Regions from separate parts of the Columba livia genome. Here region 1 is linked to region 2. A link is a contact called in public Hi-C data. All regions are on one chromosome and are shown on one strand. The core of a region is the stretch at or near the end of the contact, and the rest is flanking DNA. Distances in the headings are between cores, read along the strand shown. Region 1 overlaps TBL1X (transducin beta like 1 X-linked). Region 2 overlaps SHROOM2 (shroom family member 2).

What was found. A called contact is a pair of places that touch in the nucleus more often than the background predicts.
Region 1: a contact with region 2 is called in a Hi-C map of crop, with 4 times the contacts expected there. The contact joins two enhancer-like sites. A contact is called at or near these places in 2 of 2 Hi-C or Micro-C datasets (crop and liver).

What each region holds. Positions count from the first base shown.
Region 1 is chr1:113,191,441-113,194,140 of bColLiv1.pat.W.v2, reverse strand. The region is part of intron 10 of TBL1X (transducin beta like 1 X-linked); the gene reads left to right. Among named protein-coding and RNA genes, the nearest start is that of GPR143, 42 kb to the right of the region's middle. Within about 2 kb of position 1,255, at least 1 of the 3 cell types and tissues checked has an H3K27ac peak away from gene starts, as active enhancers do.
Region 2 is chr1:113,067,939-113,070,638 of bColLiv1.pat.W.v2, reverse strand. All of the region lies in intron 2 of SHROOM2 (shroom family member 2), which reads left to right. Among named protein-coding and RNA genes, the nearest start is that of SHROOM2, 66 kb to the left of the region's middle. Within about 2 kb of position 1,373, at least 1 of the 3 cell types and tissues checked has an H3K27ac peak away from gene starts, as active enhancers do.

The DNA.
Region 1 (2,700 bases), core at 6-2,505, 120 kb before region 2:
AGTGATATAGTTAATGAGACTCTTAAGCCTTGTGACCCCCAGCTATTGATGTAAGTAGTTGCAGATACAGAACTTGGTTAGCCCTTCAGAGTCATGTTCACTGACATGTATCTGTCTTAGCAGTGATGAGAATCGAGGATGTATCACTCCATTCCCCTCTTATCAAGTTGAAACTTAACTACGTCTCCCAATGCAATATGCCCATGTCCATCTGCATTAATACATTTTTTTTTAAAATATTCTTATTACATGTGCTGTTTGGACCATAAGGCACAAATGAAGTGGAGATGTGGAGAGGCTTTTATTTTTAGTAGTAGTAGTAGTAGTAGCAGTAGTAGTAGTATTTCAAATGTATTTTCAAAGTGAAGTAAAGCAGTTAGTCATTAAGGAAATTATCTGTAGGCCAAAAGTGTGTGTCCTACAAAAAAGCCCTGCAAATCAGCTGGAGTCTTTGTCCTCACATGAGTCTAAAGCCACAAAGACCTCACCTTGTCCTCTTTGCATCACTTCTTCACCAGAACAAACTAACAACAAAGTCCTTTCCATATCTGAAATCTGAAAACCTTGTCTACACAAGAATTAAAAGGTGGCATTTTAACAATTAAAAGTCTAGTCGAGACAGAGTACAGTTTCTTTAACACATACTTGTGTGGGATACTTACTTGCATACTTCTTTGAAATCTGGAGACAGTTGGCCTGGGAATAACATATTTTTTTTACTCTCAGCTGCTTTCCAGTAGCTTGTTTAGTTTACACTCATATGGACAAAACTATCCTCTTAAAATACATAATGAAGACTCCTTTGTCTAGGTCTTGAAGACCTCTTTATCATTGATGTTCCCATGTAACTTTAAGGTTTTATGGTTGAAATATGTAAGTATGTGGATAAGTAGCTTCTAGGGTTTCATTATTCTTTGCAAAACTATGAGTCATCACAGGGCATTTGATCAAACTGTGTATTCACAAAGCGTATTTCTTTAAAGTGGAGTGAAATAATCCAATCTTCGTGTCTGCTGATAGATGTGGACTGATCTCTATGCATGCAGGAACAAATTGGTTAAGTGAAACCATAAGAGGTATTTGTATGACCCAGCTTCTAAGTGCTCTGAGTCACTCCCTGCAGACACTTAACTGTATCCTCTTCTGAGCTTCTAATTCTGAATCACACCTAAATCAGTTCAGAAAAAAACTTAAATTATAATTATTGTAACACTTTTATTGTGTTTTATTTTAGCTGCTTTTATTAAATGACATTCTGATTGTTTTTATGCAGTTGGCTGGTGTCCTGTGTTTTTGATGACACTTTGGCGATTAGATTACTTGCATCGAAAACCACGTTTGGTTGGTTTTTCCAGACCATTTTATTTAGTTACTTATCCAGTAAGCATATGATTAAATACACCAATAAATGAATCGGTATTAATTGTCAACACTCAGTGATTCAAATTATGCTGCAATGCAAATCTGTCGCTTTAGGTGCCAATAGCTCTCAGAAGATTACTTTTCAACTCATACATATCATACTAGATATTAACCCTGAAGGCGTATTGCTGTTAATGGAGACAGATTTTTGTTTGCTCTGAAACAGTAATACAAAGCTTTCAACATAAAAATAAGACAATCAGTTAAAGCAAAAAAATTCTTTACTGTTTCCTGATCCCCATTCATGTTCATTGGAAAACTCAGAATTAACCTGCATTTCCTTTCTGTTTCTGCAATGTAGAAATTCCTTACCTGTCACACAGGTTTATTGAACGTTTTCATTAATATTCTAAAAAAAAGCCTGTGTATAAACAGTTTCAGCCCTCTATTCTCATTTAGAGAGCTACCTGATGATTTGGAAGGTGACATGGATCAATCTCATTTTGCAGTTCCTAAAAAATTATAACAGGAAAAAATGTACTTAATGTAGTAAGCTTGGCAGAACACAAGTCTTTTCACCTCTGTATTACAACAGTATTTTTGTGATCGTATTTGAATAAGGCAATTTTTGTTTAATGATAAACTTGTATTGTTGCCAGAAAGAGATTCAACTTTTGTTCCTATATGATTTTCTCGTTCTGAAACACATATTTCTCACAGGAGTGTGCTGAGAGCAGAGATTTCTATATTTTAGCAAGTCTTATGTCATCCTCTGGAGGGCAGCTAAGCTCTTTTCTGAGCAAAAAACCAAGCAGCAGTCATAGAAATACAAGCAAGCTGTATGTCAGGAGTTCCCTCATACTCCTGTGCGTGCTTTTAGTCGGCAGTCACATGCTGTAAAAGTTTTGTTGTTGTTTTTTCCAGACTTTCTGCAAAGCGTGTGTGTTGCACCCAGGCACCAGTTACGTGTCCATGTGCTGTCTGTGTGCAAAGTTTCATTAGTTCAGTCCTAGTTAATGCCAAACCCTCTACAGAAACTCATCCTCTTGTTTCAGATCTACTTGATCAATGACTCTCTCTTAAATCAATCCCCACCCAAACTAAACTGAACGTAGGTATTACTAATCCCCGTGTCTGCACAGAACGGTGCATTTTTATCAGTGCCTGCATAAAGCTGGGGCAAGGGGCAATGGCCGCCTGCTGCTTCTCCCTCCCATGTTGTGTCTGGCATTCACAGCAACATTTTTCTAACCCAGCTGAAATCATCTGTTTTTTCTGAGCTAGTTTTCTTCCAGGTTCTTGGCTGAGCTGGCTTACAGAGGAACAAATGGTAGAGAT
Region 2 (2,700 bases), core at 124-2,623:
GAGTGGGTCAGTGGAGTTGCTGGTCTGACTAATCAAAACTGCTCCGGCCTCTTAGCGGGGAGCAGTAACAAGGCTCCTTTGTGAGTCTAATTATATCCCCTAATCTGGCCCAGCGGCGCGGATTAGTGCAGGAGGAGGACGGGTGGGCGGTCGCAGAGGGCTGCAGGGTCCCATGCTCTGCTCCACCAGCATCACCTGCTTTTGCTGAGGACAAAACCCAGATGGGTGTCACCCTGCACCCCATGCCTCTCTGCAGCTGGGGCCTCATCGCTTCTCTCGTGGCCCAATCCCGCTCCTTGCCGTGGGGGCTCACCTGCCAGCTGGGAGCCGTGCCTGCTTCCCAGGGAAGGGGTCTGGGGAGGAGGCGCTGACCGGCGCAGTGCCCGGGTAGGTACCTGCGCTGTGCTGGAGCTGGAGGTTCCTGCCAGGCTGGCCAGGAAGCAGGACACCAGCTCCAGCAGCTCCAACAGCTCCTCACCCCTAAGACCATTGCTGGGGTGAGCAAGTGCTCTGGGTGCTCTTATCTTTGCTTGTTTGCGCACCTTATGACCTTGTCCATGGAGGGAGGGGAAAGCCATGCAGGGTTGTCTGAAATACATCTGATAAAAATTTCATAGTAGGATTGTTGAAGTGGAGTCAGCAGGTGTGGAAGAAGGGAGGTGACTTTGAGAAGAGTATTTTGTGGTTTGCTTGCCAATTTGCCTCCCATTTCTGCTGCAGACCTGGCTTCAGTGTGCTTTCTGTTGCTGAGCAAAACCACTCATCTCCCAGCGGTGCTGTGCCCTGGCCTGGTTTGCAGTTACTGCTCTCTGAGAGGTCTGCAACTGGTTTTCTTGGGCCAGTTTCTTCATCCCAGTATGTATCATCAGGGAAAATGGGGTAGCAGAGTCAGTCTGTTAGTAGAGCTTGAAGTGTCAGGGCCTGAGAGTTTTTAATTCTTGAGCTTTTATTGGTGCGAAAAGAAAATTCAGTGGAAAAAAGTTTCTCAGGCTGTGAACAGTTTGCTGACATGTGCAGAGGTTGCACAAGGATGCCAGGGGATTTTTACGGAACAGTGCAAGAGGAAACAAGTATGCTGATAAATGTTTGAGACCAAAATTGTCCCTCCCTGTAAATCTAAGGAGGGATCGTGGGATTTCTCCTTGGGAAGGAGAGGAATATGAAGTAGTGAGCAATCTGGGAAAAAAAAAAGACATTTAAATACACTTGTTTTATGCAGTTTTGGGAAGTGAGGGAGGGTGTTAAATGATAAATTTGGCGGAGGAGGATTTTTTTCTCACTGCCAGGCAGTTGCTGCTTCCTGCTCTTCAAGAACATATGCTGTGAAGGTGGGGTGCCAGAGCAGCGTGGGCTCAGGATGTGTTTCTCTCTCTATCTGCTTAGTGGTGACCAGACAGAGCAGCCAGTTCCATTAGAGAAATCCTTAATCTAGTGAGGCTAATGGAGCTTCCCTCCAGTGTGAGCTGCTCAGGTAGGAATTGCCTGTTGTATTTGTGGGATGAGATCCCAGAAGAGTTATGATCAACTTCTGTGGTTTATTGTTGGTTTATAATAAAGCATAATAATACATAGCAGAATGCTGGCACTTAAAACATATCACATGTTTCTGCTGATCTCACTGAACTTCAAATAAAGCTATAAAATATTAGACTTTCATTAATCATGTGGAGCTCATGTGTATTATTCAGTGTGTCTCTTTCAGTGATCTTTTTATGTATGAAAGACATCTTTTCTGTTCCTTGAGGCTGTTTAAACTTCTGTGAGGGAGCTCTGTACCACCCTAACACTAGTGTTAAAACACAGTTTTGTTTTCCAGCTGAAGAAGACTAAGTCTGGTACATAAATGCAACTAGATAAGTATTCAGAGTTAGAGCCATATTCACTGCTTCAGCTTTAAAAATAGTGACATAGGCACAACTTGCATGTGAATGTATAGTATAATTATTTGTTGTGAGATTGTCCATAGACACCTTGCATCAGGATCCATCGTTGGTTTATGCAGGCAGAGTGCACGGATGAATTCAGTTATTAAATTAGTCTCTTCAGAGAGATGCTGATAGCCCCTGTGGTTTTTTAGCACACAAGTTTTAGCAGCAGGAATAACTATTTGTGAATATAGCTAGAGCTTTTTTTCCTGTCTATTATCATCCATTGTAACTGATTTGACCTCAAAAAATCATTGAAGTAGTTTCCGATTTGTTTTCTTTGTATCCAAGCACATTTCAACTTGTATTTTTTTAGTTTTATTTTTGCCAGATTTACTTTCTTGTAAAACTTACACTTGGTGATAATTAGGGTGACTGAAGATTAAGATCTGAAGGAGTGGTCTGAGGTGGGCTGGAAGAGGAATAATCTATTGAAGGTTTGTGGTGTTACTGCTGTGAAGTGATTCTGTGATTTGACCTGGATTTCAGGTCTAATGAGGTTAAATTGGGTGCGTATCTTGGCACATTCAGTTTCTGCAAAAGAAGCCTAAAAGCCTGCAAGAACATTATCCACTAAACAAAATCAGCTCTGCTCTGGGAATTCCAGAAATCAGAGTTGTCTAGTCAAGACTTTTAAACTTTCAACTCTTAAATGGTTTTAAGTGTTCTAAGGCTGCCATACATCTGCTCAAAAATAAGGCCTGTGTTGTTTCCAGGGTATCCAAATAAAAGGAAGTAGCATTGTTGCAGTTAATAGTTTAAGTAGGAATTTATT